Linked DNA regions of Bos taurus: region 1 is linked to region 2. Evidence: chromatin contacts called from public Hi-C data. All regions are on one chromosome and are shown on one strand. The core of a region is the stretch at or near the end of the contact, and the rest is flanking DNA. Distances in the headings are between cores, read along the strand shown. Region 1 holds the start of RAI1 (retinoic acid induced 1). Region 2 overlaps RAI1 (retinoic acid induced 1).

Region 1 (6,628 bases), core at 109-2,608, 57 kb after region 2:
TTACTCCGGATGGCGTCTTCATTCAGGGCCAGAGTCCCAGCGCCGCCCCTGTCGGGGGCTCCCCGGATCAGGCACGACTCGGGCCGCGCTCCGGCTCCGGGTGTGGATTTGAGGACGACCCAGAGCCCAGGAGGGGAAATCGCTCGCTGGGAAAACGGGCGCCCCAGGAAGCTAGGGCCGCCACGGCCTCGGGCCTGCGTGGTGTTTCGCTTCCCCTCCGCCCCTCCTGGGCGGCCCCCGGCAACCAAAGCTCCAAAGTCACCCCCGCGTCCTGCCACCCCCTCGCCCCCGCCGCATTTGGCGACGCCGCCTTGCGCCCGGCCCTCGCGTCCTCCTCTGGGTCTCCTGTCTCCCAGGCGCCGGCCCAACGACCTGGCCGGTGGTGCGCCGCCGTCCGTCCAGGGACTCGCGTGGCCGGAGCCCCCACCGTGACGTCACCCCGAAAGGCCCCTGCGCCCCAGGCCTGGCCGAGACGGAGCTCCCCGGCCTCCCGGGCCGCTTCCTGCCCGGTGGCGCGGCCTGCGCACAGGCCCGGGCGCCCCTGCCCGCGTCGGAGCACGGATCGGGGCTCCGCCGAGGGCCTCACACGCCGCCCCTCCCCATCACGGCCCTCGCTGCCCCGGCTCCCACGCCAGGGCCCCGATAGGCCCAGAGGCCCCCAGAGAAGTCGGCTCCCCGCCCCCCACCCGGACGCCCTCACAAAGCTCGCCTCCGGTCCCGGCGCGTCGCGAATGCCCCGGTCCCTACCCCCCGCTCGGGGTACCCCCGGGGACAAGCACGCGCACAGTCCTCGCGCCCCCGCCTCGCACCAGCCCCGGCCCTCGTCCCACGGCGCGGGGCGCCCCCACCCCGCCGCAGCTCCTCCGACTGCCATCCGGTGACCTCGCGCCCCCCGCACACAAAGCGACTTCCCCGCGGCCCCCGCGCCCCCGCCCCGGCCCTCGGTGCTCACCTCGGCGCGCGCTCACTCGGGGGCCCGGGGTCTGGCGCTGCGACTTCGCGGCCCGGAGGTCCGGGAGGCCATAGGGGTCGGGGCGCGGCGGCCCGGCCGGCCCGCGGCCAGGCAGGAAGGAGGGTGGGCCGCGGCGCCCCCTCCTCGCGCCGGCGCTCGGGCGGCGGACTGGGCGGCCTGCTCGGCGCGCTCTCGCCCGGCCGCGCCTCGCTCCGCGCCTCGCCTTCCGAGCGCAGCCTCGGGCGGGGGCGGCGCCCGGGGCGCAGGGACCAGGCCCTGGCCGCGCACCTCCGGGCCTGCTGGCGTCGCAGGGCCGCGGGGAAATGCGGTCCCCTCCGCGCAGGAAGAGCGGGCGGCGGGCGCTGCGCGGGGGGAGAAGGCGGCGAGAGCGCGAGGAGAAAAGTTCCCGGCCGCCTGGCCGCGCTCGCTCGCCGCCCGGGCGCCAGGTGGGCCGTGCGCCCCGACAGCGCCCCCTGGCGGCCCGCGCCCGCTGAGGGCCTGGGGCGGGGGTTTGGACGGGGGGACCCCAGGGGGCCACAAGGACGCGGGGGCCGGGGCCGGAACCTCGGACGGAGGACGTGGACTGGCACTGGCGCTCGAGTGCTCCGAGCTCCAGCCGAGTCCCGGGGCCAGGCCCCCGCCTTCACCCACCACGTCTCTCCCTGTGACCTCGCCTTCCCCGTCTGGGAAACGTTCCGACCTCTAAGCTAGGACGCCACCGCGCAGAGCTCTCTTCACTCACTGGCACCTCGGTGGGTTCAGAGTGAGCAGAGACAAGTGGTCCCTGCCGTCCTGGGGCTGGCGGCCTGGTGGGCAGAGACAGAGCACATGTGAGAAAGACCATTCCCGGGAGCAGTGAGGGCTACTCGGTGAAGTGAGAGGCAGGGGTTGCTTAGCTGGCTGTGAGCGGAAGGAGCCCGCCATGTGGAGCCTCAGGAGCAAGTGCAAAGGCCCTGAGACAGGTGGGACGGGGTTGGGGGGGGAGGCGGACAGGCGGTGGGCAGCAGAAGTCAGAGCCTTGGGGAGGACCAGGGTCTTCAGGGCTACCTGAGCCTAGTGGGGAATTCGGATACAATCCTGGTGCCATTGGCAGAGCCAGGGCAGAGGGATGTTGAATGAATGGGTGAGTGAACCTATTGTGACCCTACAGACCCCCTGGCAGTCCCCACCCCAGGTCTCCACTCACCCAGGTCAGGCAGAAGGTCTCCAGCCCCCATCCAGCCTCTGGGGTCTGTTAGTCCTGTGGGTGAAGGAGGGTCATCAAGGCCTCAGGTTCCCAGGGGACTCGGCCTCCTCACCTGTAGGTAAGAGCACATGGTGGGGAGGGTGCCCTTATGCTGTGGACTGTTCCCCTGTCTGCATGTCCTGTCATCTGATCCTGGCAGCCCCCTGGGGGGCAGACCCATCCCTTTTGTTTACAGGAAGCTGAGGCACACAGCAGTGAGGTCTTCTGTCCAGGGTCTCAAGCTAAGTTCCAGGCAAGACCTGCACCAGAGCCCTTCCCACCAGCTCAGCCACCCACTGCCCAGGGCGAGGGTAGGAGCCGGACAGAATCAGGATCAGACGATGGACACTGCAGTTTTCAGCACAGATTCTGGGGGAGACAGACCCAATTTCTAAGTCTGGTTGCTCTGCGCCCAGCTGGGAGGGTTTGGAAAAAAACAAATTTGCTGAGTGAGTTTCCTCATCTGTAAAATGGAGGCAATAGTAGTACCTACTTCCTGGGGTTTCTGAGGGCTAAAGGAGGTAGGTGTGTGGAGCATCAAGCCTGGAGCCTGGAGGCTGTGAATTCTGTTAGAAGTGCTTTCTGTCACAAGCTGGGGGTGGGGGGGGGAGGTGTGGGGACGGGGCTTCTGTACGTCCAGGGGCTCCTAGCCCCTGCCCTCCCTGCCCTCACCTGCCCAGGGAGAACCCAGGGAAGGCCTGGCAGTAGGGACCTTGGAGGAAGGTGAGAAGAGGGGTGTCCCGGGGGAGGAGGGGATGGGGCAGTCTGGGCACTAACTGCTGCCATTCTGAGAGCAACCGTCGTGCTCCAGGTGCCTTCTGTGGCTGTTTCCTTGGGCTGCTGTGACAAATGACCACACATGTAGTGGCTTAAGACAACCCTGGTTTATTCTTTACAGCTCTGGAGGGCAGATGTCCAGAATCAGCATCAGCGGGCTGAAAGCAAGGTGTCAGAAGGGATGCACCCTGGAGGTTCCAGGTGGAACATCCCTTGCCTCTTCTTTTTTGTTTAAATTAATTAATGTATTTTAATTGGAGGCTAATTACTTGACAATATTGTAGTGGTTTTTGCCATACATTGACATGAATCAGCCATGGGTGTACATGTGTTCCCCACCCTGAACCCCCCCCCACCTCCCTCCCCATCTCGTCACTCAGGGTCATCCCAGTGCACAAGCCCTGAGTACCCTGTCTCATGCATCGAACCTGGACTGGCGATATATTTCACATATGATAATATGCATGTTTCAGTGCTATTCTCCCTTGCCTGTTCTGGCTTCTGGAGGCCACCTGCTTGTCCTGCCCCCTCGGTGCCTGCCCTCCAGGAGCCAGAACACACAGGAAGTCATTGCTCCTGTTGCCACGTCTCCTACTTCCTCTCCTGACCTTCTTGTCTCTTCTTACTCGAACTTGTGATTCCAGTGGGCCGTCTGGAAAGTCCAGGAGACTCTTCCATCCTGGATTTAACACATCCTTAATTTAATCACATCTACAAGGACCCTCCAGGGCTTCCCTGGTGGCTCAGTGGGTAAAGAATCTGCCTGCAATGCAGGAGACACAGAAAATGCAGGTTCAATCCCTGGGTCAGGAAGATCCCCTGGAGGAGGGCATGGCCAGCCACTCCAGTATTCTTGCCTGGAGAATCCCACAGACAGAGGAGCCTGGCAGCCTATAGTCCCTGGGGTCCCAAAGAGTCAGACACGAGTGAAGTGGCTTAGCATACACGCATAAGGACCCTCCACCCCAACACCCTTTTTGCCACATAAGTTCCAGGTATTGGGACCCGGATATCTTTGTGAGCCAGTGGTCAGCCTCACACTCCATGCATCCTCTCAATGCTTCCTCATGACAACTCATTTTACAGGTCAAAGAATTGCTCAGAGAGGTAAATCCCTCATCCAAGGTCAATAGCAGGTGAGTTTGTTCACCTCTCCCATGGATGTTAATTGAGTGCCCACTGTGGGTCAGACACTAGGTTAGGTTCTGGGTTGCCATGTAAAAGCCACCTGTGAAACATGCGCTCTGGAGCCCAGTTACGAAGTGTCATGAGCTGAGGAATTCAGCGAAGGCTTAATTGAGGAATTCAGGGAAGGCTTCCTGGAGGACATGACCGGCCAGCTGAGATCTGGAGAGTGTTCCTTAGGTCTCTTCAGAAGGCTGGGTAGCCTAATTTAGAGAGGGGAGGCTTCTGAGCAGGGGAGGGCTCAGACTGCTGTGGGCACCATTAGGGGTCAGTCAGCAGAGCCAGCCCCTGGGGAGATTTCTGCTGAGAAGCTGCTCATCATCCTTCATGGGATGCAGGTGGGAGGTACGACAGGTGTGGACCCAACACAGACACACAGTAAAGACAGTGTTAGTACTAAGGTATTGAACTTGCAGCTCCAAGGTGGGATCCAGGCTGCCAGCTTGTTTTAATTGGAAGGTAGAGCAGTGTCTAAAGATTTGGAATTGAAATAACTTTAATGAGTCTAACCACCACCCACACCCACATTTAAATCACGAACTGCCCCCCAAGGCACTGGATTTGAGAAACAGTCCCCTCTCCCCAGGGGTCTTAAGACTCAGTTCTGCAGTTCTGCTTTGGCCTCCAATTTCCCCTAGGTTTTCTCTTTGGTCAGAAGCAGTGACTCGTCTCGGTGGGGAGAGAGGTACCCAAGGGCTGGGAGACAGGGAAGGGGGATCCACCTCCAGAGGCCCAGACCCCGAGGGGCTGTCCTGTCAGTGGCCTACCTCCACTTCCATCTCGGCCAGTCGGGTCATCCGTGGTTCAGGAGACCGAGCACAGGGAGGGGCAGCACCTGGCACGGGGCATGCAGAGCCGAGCGCCTGCAGGTGTGTCCAAGGGCCCCACCTGAGCTCAGTGCACAGCTAGCCACCTCCCTGGGGAGGACACGCTCCAGGGCTGCGGCGTGCCTACACTGGCATCGTCTCCACCTGTGCGGGGCGTGCCGCGGGCCGCCCTCGGTGAGGACGGAGCCGGCGTCTACGTGCCAGGCCCTGCGCACTGGGGTCTGCGAGGTCGAGGCTCACCTCCGTTTTGTAGAGGAGAAAACAGAGGCCTGGAGAGAGCAGGAAACCCTCAGTCACAGAGGAGCAAGGTGGAAGGCAGACGGGACTAGCCCAGCGCTGCCCTGCACCCACAACACAGCCTCCCTGAGCCCCTCATTTCTCCAAGGGGCGTGGCCTTGGGCAACTTCGCTCTGGAGCTCCTCCCCACCAGGTGAGTCAGGCCCATGAGGCTCCACCACCCCCATGAGGAAGGCGGGAGGGAGTGAGGCACCCCTCTGTCTGGGGGCTTTGATGGCGAGCAGGGCAGGAGAGACCCTCGGGCCTCCCACCTCCAGCAGAGAGGTGAGGAGGAGGTGACAGCCCTGCTCGTCTCTGCAGGGCCGGGAGGCTCTGCCAGTGCCCAGGACTCCCTGGGCCCCATCACCCGCCCAGTCACTCCCCTACTTAATGCACAGGCACGGAGCCACGCCCATTCCAGACTCCTCTCTGGGAATGACCCAATGTGGGCCCCACCCTCACGGTACCCAGAGTCTGGACTCCTGCTGGGGGCCTCATGAGCCCAAGGTAAAAACGACTTTGACTCCCCTGCCACTGGGAATGAGCATTTCTTAGTAACAGAAGGAAACTGTTTCGTTGGGATTTTATTTTGAAAAAAATGAAGTTGAAGCTATGAAAATACCTACATTTTATCTTCCAGCAAACAAAATTTAGGTTAATTTGCTAATTCTTAGATTAATGTACTAATTCTCAGAATGCAGGAAAGTTCACTGGAGGAGGAATGGTTTTCCCACAGAAATGCCCAGGGGTCTTTCCTTGGCCCTTCGAGCACTAACTACCCAAAGCACCCAGTGCACCCCGTGGCTCTGAGTTCTGTGACATTCAACTCACTCTCTGGAGTACTGTGTTGTCCTTCATGCTGGGTGTTCTCATTCTTCAGATGTTGCTGGTGGAGCCAGAAAGAGCCTCAGCTTGTCAGCGACTGTCTGCGGGATTCCTGAGTTCTCCAGCATCATCTCCCAGCAAGTTCAGAACATTCTACAGCTTCAGCAAGATGTGAAGACTTCCTTTGTCATCAACTTGTATATGTGACTCGGACAGAAAAGATCCTGAGGGCAGAGGTGAGGAGACCTGCTGAGCAGGGCGGATGTTTGAGTGGAACTGAGTTTATAAGTGGCCAGGACAGCAGCAGCAAATGTGGTCGTGTTTTCACAGCTTTTACATCCAATGTGTATAATACTCAGCTGCTGGAGCCCGCTGTCAGAATGAGTTGCATCACCCCAGGACTGATCGCATCTAAGGAACGTCAGGGAAGATAAAGTTCCACCTTGGCTCAGCCACTGTGGATCTCTGTGACAGAACCTTGGTCTTAACTCACACACCTTGTCTCTTGGTGGTAATAACACCTTGATTTCCTGGGAGGAGCATTCCTTCCCACTTTATGCC
Region 2 (6,816 bases), core at 1,913-4,412:
CCAGTCACCAGATACCCACCAAGGGCCCTCTGTGAGCAGGCCCTGTTGGGGACACACTGGGGACACATGGGAGTCTGACCTCGTCCCCACCTGGGGCCCCAGGAGACACACTAAGTATTATCTACACGGTAGTGTGGGGAGCAGGTCTGCGGGGCTCCAGGGGCCGCAATGGCTCAGTCACACCTGAGGGTACAGGGACCAGACACCGAGAAGAAGGTCCAGGGGCCTGGGAGATACCCCCTCTTCTGGTTCAGAGAAACACCTCTGCTGTGGGGGAACCCTGGATGACGGGGACTCAGAGTGCTTCCTGGGGAGGGGGCTTTAAAGGGTCATGGATTCCCAGTGTTTCCAGGATGCTCGCTCCCCAGAGGCAGGTGTCCCTTGAGGGGACTCTGTCCAGCCTGTGGGTGGGAAGGGCATCGCTCCTCTCAGGGCCCGAGGATCTTCAGTGGAGAAAGATCCCTGCATAGGGACCTCTGCTTCAGCGTCTAGCAGCCTCTGTTCTCCGGAGCTTCACTGCTGGGCTCTGCCAGCCGCCCTCCAGCCAGGCTGAGCTGGAGGGCAGGGCAGCAAAGGTGGCCTGCAGGCTTGGCCTTGGCAAACAGGAAATTCCAGCTCACTCTTGAGTGGGCTCGAGTGCTGACTCCCCTGGTCCACTCCAAGCCTGCAACCCTCCTCTCTGCACCAGCTGCCAACACCCAGGCTTCCCAGCCTCCCCGACCCCATTTCAGGCTAGGGCCTGTGGTGGGCTAGGAGCAAAGCTGTGAGGAGCCGAGAGCCCATTTAACTGGCCACTCATCATTCACAATCATGCACACGGTGTGCCCTGCCCCGTGTCTAGGGCTGACAGCCCAGAACTGGGTGCTGCCAGGCTGTGGGGACATGCTGCATAAACAGGTCACCAAACCAGGGTGACAGCACTGTGATGGAAAAGCCCAGGCTGTGTGAGCCCAGAGGCCTCTAGCCAGCCCAGGCCTCCAGGAGGTGGCGTCACTTAGACTGGTCAGCTGCATGATGTGAGGTGCTGTGGGGTGTGGCTTTGTCTACTTCCTCTCCCCGTCCTTGACCTCCTCCCTGTCCTACTGCAAAGCTTCTGTTCATTAAGTCTCCCCAGAGAGGTGGGCCTTCTCCACTTCAAATGATTAGCTCCCTGAGCTTCAGTTTTCCTGACCCATAAAATGGACCCAATGAATCACTCATGTCAACTAAAGAAATATTGACTCATCTTCTCCCCCACTCTCTGAGAGGTCAACTTCATTAACCATCTTCCTACCCCAAGCGAGACCTGTGGGCAGCCCCAGCCACTACACAACACAAGCTCAGGACTCTAGGAGCACCAGGAACCAAGCGTCAGCATGTGAGGGCTGCCAGGTCATTTGTCATGCCTTTAACGATGGAATTTACAAAAGCCAGCTAATCAGTGATAATGGGCATAATTTCTGTCACTTGGTTGTTGCTCCTAACCTGAGTTATCACGAGAGGCAGGAGGGCAAGGATAGGAGTTGGGGGCAGGCCATATGTTACGTATGCACAAGATAAGAGAAGACACTCTAGGTGCCAGGCTGCACAGCTTGTCCAGTGGAATGCAGGCTGGATTTCTGCTGGGCACTCTTGTGCAGTATACAACCTATACAACTGCACACTTTGGCCCTAGGTTCAGGGGAGTGCCAGCATGGAGACCTTTTCCCAAACAGGTCTCCCCAGCCTTTCAGACCACTCAGCCCAGGTGTGAGAACTGCCTGAAATCAAATGCAAATTGTGTGTATCTGTGCATGCACGAGCACATTTTTCTAAGGAAAATAAGAGTATTTTCCAATTCCTATAGTGTGCAGAGGCCCTGTAGTTAAGACCTGGACTGGGCCCAGGGTCTGGGATGAAGTGTGAGACAGAGGTCTCAGTAGAGTCTGGAGACACAAATATTTGACATTCTGTTTCTCAAACACTAAAACCACACAGGCTTGAAAAGGGCAGATTCTGGGTTGCTTCCCTTAAGATCTGTGGTTTAGGGGTGGCCTGAGCCCAGGAATCCGTTGTGGTACAAACTCCAAGGTTTGGATCAAACCAATGCTCCAGAAGCTCTGGTTTAATACTCTGCTACTACTGGCTTTGCAGGGCATGGTACTTTTTCTTTTGGTATTGGTGGGGAACAATGTCTACACCTCATCCAAACCCCAAAAGGTGGATCTGTGTACAGCAATGTGAGCACAGCAGTGTGTGAGCACAGCAGTGTTCACTGCAGTGTGTAGAGCAGTGGCAGTGCCCGGAGCAGAGGCTACAGAGTTCTGTCACCCCCACTCCGGGCAGAGTGAGTGGACCCTAGGCCTCCCAGGGTCTCTGTACCCAAGGTGTCCCCTGAGTAACCCTCACCAGCCCATTTCTGTACCACGCTTGCCTCTTGAGGCAGGGAGGCCCTATGGCTCTCCATGTGGCCAGAACAGGGGACCATTGACGGCAGACACACACCAAACCAGGCTTCTCCAGCCCAGGGTCCAGCCACTCACCCCGCAGTCTGGCCTTGGACATAAACCCTTCTGTGTCTTTGGAGTCAAGGGGCGTCTGTTTCTCCTCTTGAGTCCCAGTGTCCAGCACTTGGCCTGCCAAGGAGGCCTTGGGGGCAGCCAGATGAATGGATTCATTCAAAAGTATAAATTGAGCACCTACTGTGTGCCAGGTCACATGTAGGCCCTGCCTGGATGGCAGCTGGGTATGGGAGGGAGACGCACAATTAAAGGTACAACCGCACCGGAGACATCTAAAGCAGAGCAGACACGTGGTCTGTGTGGAAAGCTTGCCCAGGATGGGTGAGGGGTGGCCAGGAAAAATGACTTAGAATCCTGGAACAGACAGCGCACGTGCAAAGGCCCTGTGGCAGGAAGGGGGCCGGGTCGGCGGAGCGGACCATCAAGTGCACAGACCAGGATAAGGAGTCGGCCCTTTCAATGCCAGACCCCTAGGACGAGAAAAAACGACCAGAGTCAGAGCTGGGCCGAGGCTGCCTTTGTTCGGATCGCGGCCCACGCTCACTACCTCCATCAACACGCCCCCCGCCCCCCCCCAACCTCTGCAGCCTTTCCGGAAGCCACGCCCATCCCAGCCGCGCGCGCGCCAGAGGGGCAGAGCGCCCCGCCCACTTCCGGGCCCGGGATACTCCCGCCCCTCCGCATCATGCCGGCCAATCAGGGGTGGCGACCACATGGGGGCGAGGCCTGTGCGAACACAAAAGGCCAGAAACCCACACAGGCCCGGGCGCTGTAACCATGACTACCGGCGCCCTCACACCGCCCCGCGCGCAGCCGGGGACGCGCCCGCGAGCCCGGGGCCGGTAGGGGTCCCGCCCGCGGCCCGCTCAGCCCTCTGCTGTTGCGGCTGAGTTACAACTTCACGTTTTGCCCAAGGCTGAATTCGCTCATTAATTCAACATTTATTGAGTGCCTACTATGTTCAGAGGCTAAAGATCGCCACTGAACAGGCCAGACTCAAAATCGGGAGAGAGTGCAGAAGGGAGGCAGCCAATGAGCAAAGACATAAGTAAATTACAAGACCAAGTGACTAAGCACCTCTTTGGGGAAAACAGATTGGAGTAAGCGGGGACTGTCAGGCCCCGCAGTCCCACACGGGTGACACTTGAGGGAAGGCTCGGGGGAGGAACAGGCCCTGTGGCGGTGGAGAGAGGGGCAGCCAGCCCGAAGGCCCTGAGCGTCACCAGCCGGCCAGAGAGCAAGGAGGCCCCGCGTGCGTAGCTGAGAACCGGAGGACAGGGACCAGCCGAGAGGTGCCAGCACAGGCCCAGACAGGTGCTTCCTCAGCCAGTGCCCACTCCTTCCCCTCCTTCCTTTCCTGCTGTCCTTCTGTTTCTCCTCCCTCCAGGACCAGAAGACACTCCCTCAGCTCAGGTTGGAAACACCTGGGTCACTGGTCTGGGCAGCAGACCAAGCTCTGGGGTTCTGCCAGCCTTTGCATAAGCTGTTCCCTCTGCCTGGAACGCCCTTCCAGCTCTCACCCGCCTTAGCCCTCAAGGCCTGACCAAATGTCACCTCCTCCAGGAAGCCCAGGAACTATCCCCTATACAGACCCTCTCGGACCCTGACCGACACCCTCCCACGTTCCCGTGGGTCCTCTGTCCTTTCTCTGCATGGGTGGCAGGCAGGGGGTGGCTGCCAAGTGACAGAAAGGCCAGCAAAAGCACTTGAAGTCATAACAGGCAGGGAAGACAGACCTTGAAGCTGATGGCCAATGGTTAGCAGCACGTGTGCACCTTCCCCGATGTGGAAGGGTGGGTTCTGCTCTAGCCTCCATGCACAGGCGCCCCCAAAGGGCCCAGAGCTGGTGACTCAGGAACAAGCAGAAGCCATCCAAACACACACAGCTAAGATGTCCCCTGTACCACCCCCCCACCCCAGGCGAGGACAAACCCTCACAAGATGAGGAAAAGGGGAAGCCAGTACCTATGGCCCAGGCTGCACACAGCTGCCTCCTTAAATGGCCACGTGTCTGGTGTGTCAAGACTCGGGGTGAGAGCGTCAGCCAGATCCTTTGGACAGGCGGCCTTTAGGATGAAGCAGGGCAGGGCAGCACTTGACAATGTGGGTCCTTGAGCCAGCTCTGGCCCTAACAGGTCACATGAGCCTCAGGCTCCTAGTGTGTAAACAGGGTCAATAGTAACACTGTGAAAACTGCACTGATGAAGTCAACAAACCCTGTGTCCTCTTCCTGGAGCCATAGCTGGACTGCATCTCCTGGCCTCTCCTGCAATGAGGGATGGGCATAGGACTGAGTTCCAGCCAATGGCACGTGAGCGCTGGAGAGGTGCCCCATCCAGATGGGGGACCAAGCCCAGGCCACAGGGAAAGGCGGGGCCACGTCACCACCTGCTGACCAGAAACTCTTGGACTCCTGGAAATGTTTGGGCTTGTATGTTACTACAACCAGTCTCACGCTAACTAGCTTGGGGATCCACTCACCCATTTCCTCTTCAATACATATCATGAGGGTATTGGGGACACCACTGTGGAGCTCCCTAGTCAACAAAGGCTGTGCTCAGCAAGTGCTTAGAGCAGGGAGCTGGGGACAGAAAGACTTCCCTGAGATGGGGTCTCAAGGAGAGGGGAGCAAAAGGGAGAGGCTGCAGGGGTGGGAGCCCTTCCGCCTGAGGAACACGATCCACTTCCAGGAACCCAGGTGGGGAAGGAAGCGGCCAAAGTGGTTTGACTCCCATCATCTCCCAGTTCTGAGCCTCAGTTTTCTCATCTCTAAAATGGACATGGTGCTAATAACATGGTCTTACAGGGAATCTCTGGATTTCAGGGGAGAGAAAGCCACTTGCAATGTCCCTGGATGCCCTTTCATCCCGACATCACCCAGAGAGGGAGGAAGGTCTCTGCCTGCGGCTGCACGGTGCAGGGACATGGCTCAGGAGGTAGGCAGAGCTGGTCAAGGGGGCAGGGCTGCTGCTATTAAGGCTCCTGCCACACAGGCTAAACTTCAAGGAGCGTCTCCAGCCACTAGTGCTATCAGGCAGCAGCGGAAGTGCTGGCTCTCTAGGGAGGCGGGTGAGACCGTCCCTGGAGGCAGCTCAGGGAGCTGGTGCTGAGAGCGGGAACTCTGCTGACGGGCAGATGCTGGCAGCCATTCAGCCTCCTTCTGGACAGGGGATGGGCAGCAGAGTCTAGGGAGAGGTCTGGGAGGTCCCGGGGGGCTGATGTCTCGGGCATGTCCTCGCTGCCCCATGCCAGCCTGGCTGCTGTCTCCTGAGATCAGGGGCAGGAAGGACACGGCAGGTCTGGGAGGTGTGCTTGCTGCCAGGCAGGCGGGGAGGTCCGCCCAGAGCCTCCCACCCTCACATACCTGCTGGGCTCCCCAGCTCTCTGCTGCCAGCACCCAGGCTCCCAGGACCCCAGCCTGCCTCTGTGCCACAGCTGCTCCTCAGCCATGCTTCTGCACTCACTGTTTCTTCTGCCAGGCATGCCAGGCTTACCTCCCATCCCTTTCCACCTTTCCTATCATCTTTCTAAGAGCCACTCGGAGTTCTAAACCTGGCTGAGCGAGCTGGCCGAGCAACTTCCCCTCTAAGCCATGGCTTACTCACTGAGAACATGTGGACGCTATTTCTTACCTCACAGGGTTGTTGGTGTTGGTGCAAATTAAACACGACAACGTATGTGAAAAGCACCTGACAGCAAACAGCACCAAGTACTGGGTTGGCCAGAAAGTTCATTCTGTTTCCCTGGGCAACCCCGAATAAGCTTTTTGGCCATCGCAATTGTCATTTTAAAAGTTCCCCACCCCCTGCAAAAAAAAAAAAAACAACCAACTTCTTGCAGCAGCACCTCTTCCAGGAAGCCTTCCCCGATCACACCTCCACCTCTTCCAGGAAGCCTTCCCGGATCACACCTCCTGTATTGGTTTAAGCCTTTTTGCTGGTCCCTCACTCCTAGGGTATCCCCTGGCCTGACACCCCACGGGATGACAATGATTTGTCTGGCTTCTGCCCCAGCCCCAGTAGGCTGTGTCTTCCCTGGCGGGTGCCAGGCCCCTCAGTCAGTGTCAGACAAAGAAGTTGAAAGAAGCGTTGAATGGCACAGGCCCAACAGCAGCCTCCTCTGTCTTGCCCTGGAAGGTGAGAGGACAGGCCTCTCAAGTGCCCCAGGACTCCAGGATTCTCAGCCTCCACGCTCGGACCAGGCTGCCAGGCAGTCCCCTGCCCAGAGCAGTCCTGACCTCGGCCCAGGCCCTCACTCACCCCTCTAAGCTGCACTGATGGCGGCGTCCATGGAGGGGGGCCAGTCCACTCTACCCCCTCACCCTCCACCAAGCTGC

What was found. A called contact is a pair of places that touch in the nucleus more often than the background predicts.
Region 1: a contact with region 2 is called in a Hi-C map of liver, with 2.7 times the contacts expected there. The contact joins the promoter of RAI1 here to the enhancer-like site in region 2. A contact is called at or near these places in 2 of 11 Hi-C or Micro-C datasets (liver and an unstated tissue).

The regions. Positions count from the first base shown.
Region 1 is chr19:34,751,856-34,758,483 of ARS-UCD2.0, forward strand. RAI1 (retinoic acid induced 1) reads right to left here and starts at 1,359. Exons shown (of 5, transcript XM_059878340.1): 1 at 953-1,359.
Region 2 is chr19:34,692,934-34,699,749 of ARS-UCD2.0, forward strand. All of the region lies in intron 1 of RAI1 (retinoic acid induced 1), which reads right to left. Among named protein-coding and RNA genes, the nearest start is that of TRNAE-CUC, 26 kb to the left of the region's middle. Within about 2 kb of position 3,163, at least 24 of the 102 cell types and tissues checked have an H3K27ac peak or open chromatin away from gene starts, as enhancers often do. A contact at or near this core is called in liver, where this site is marked.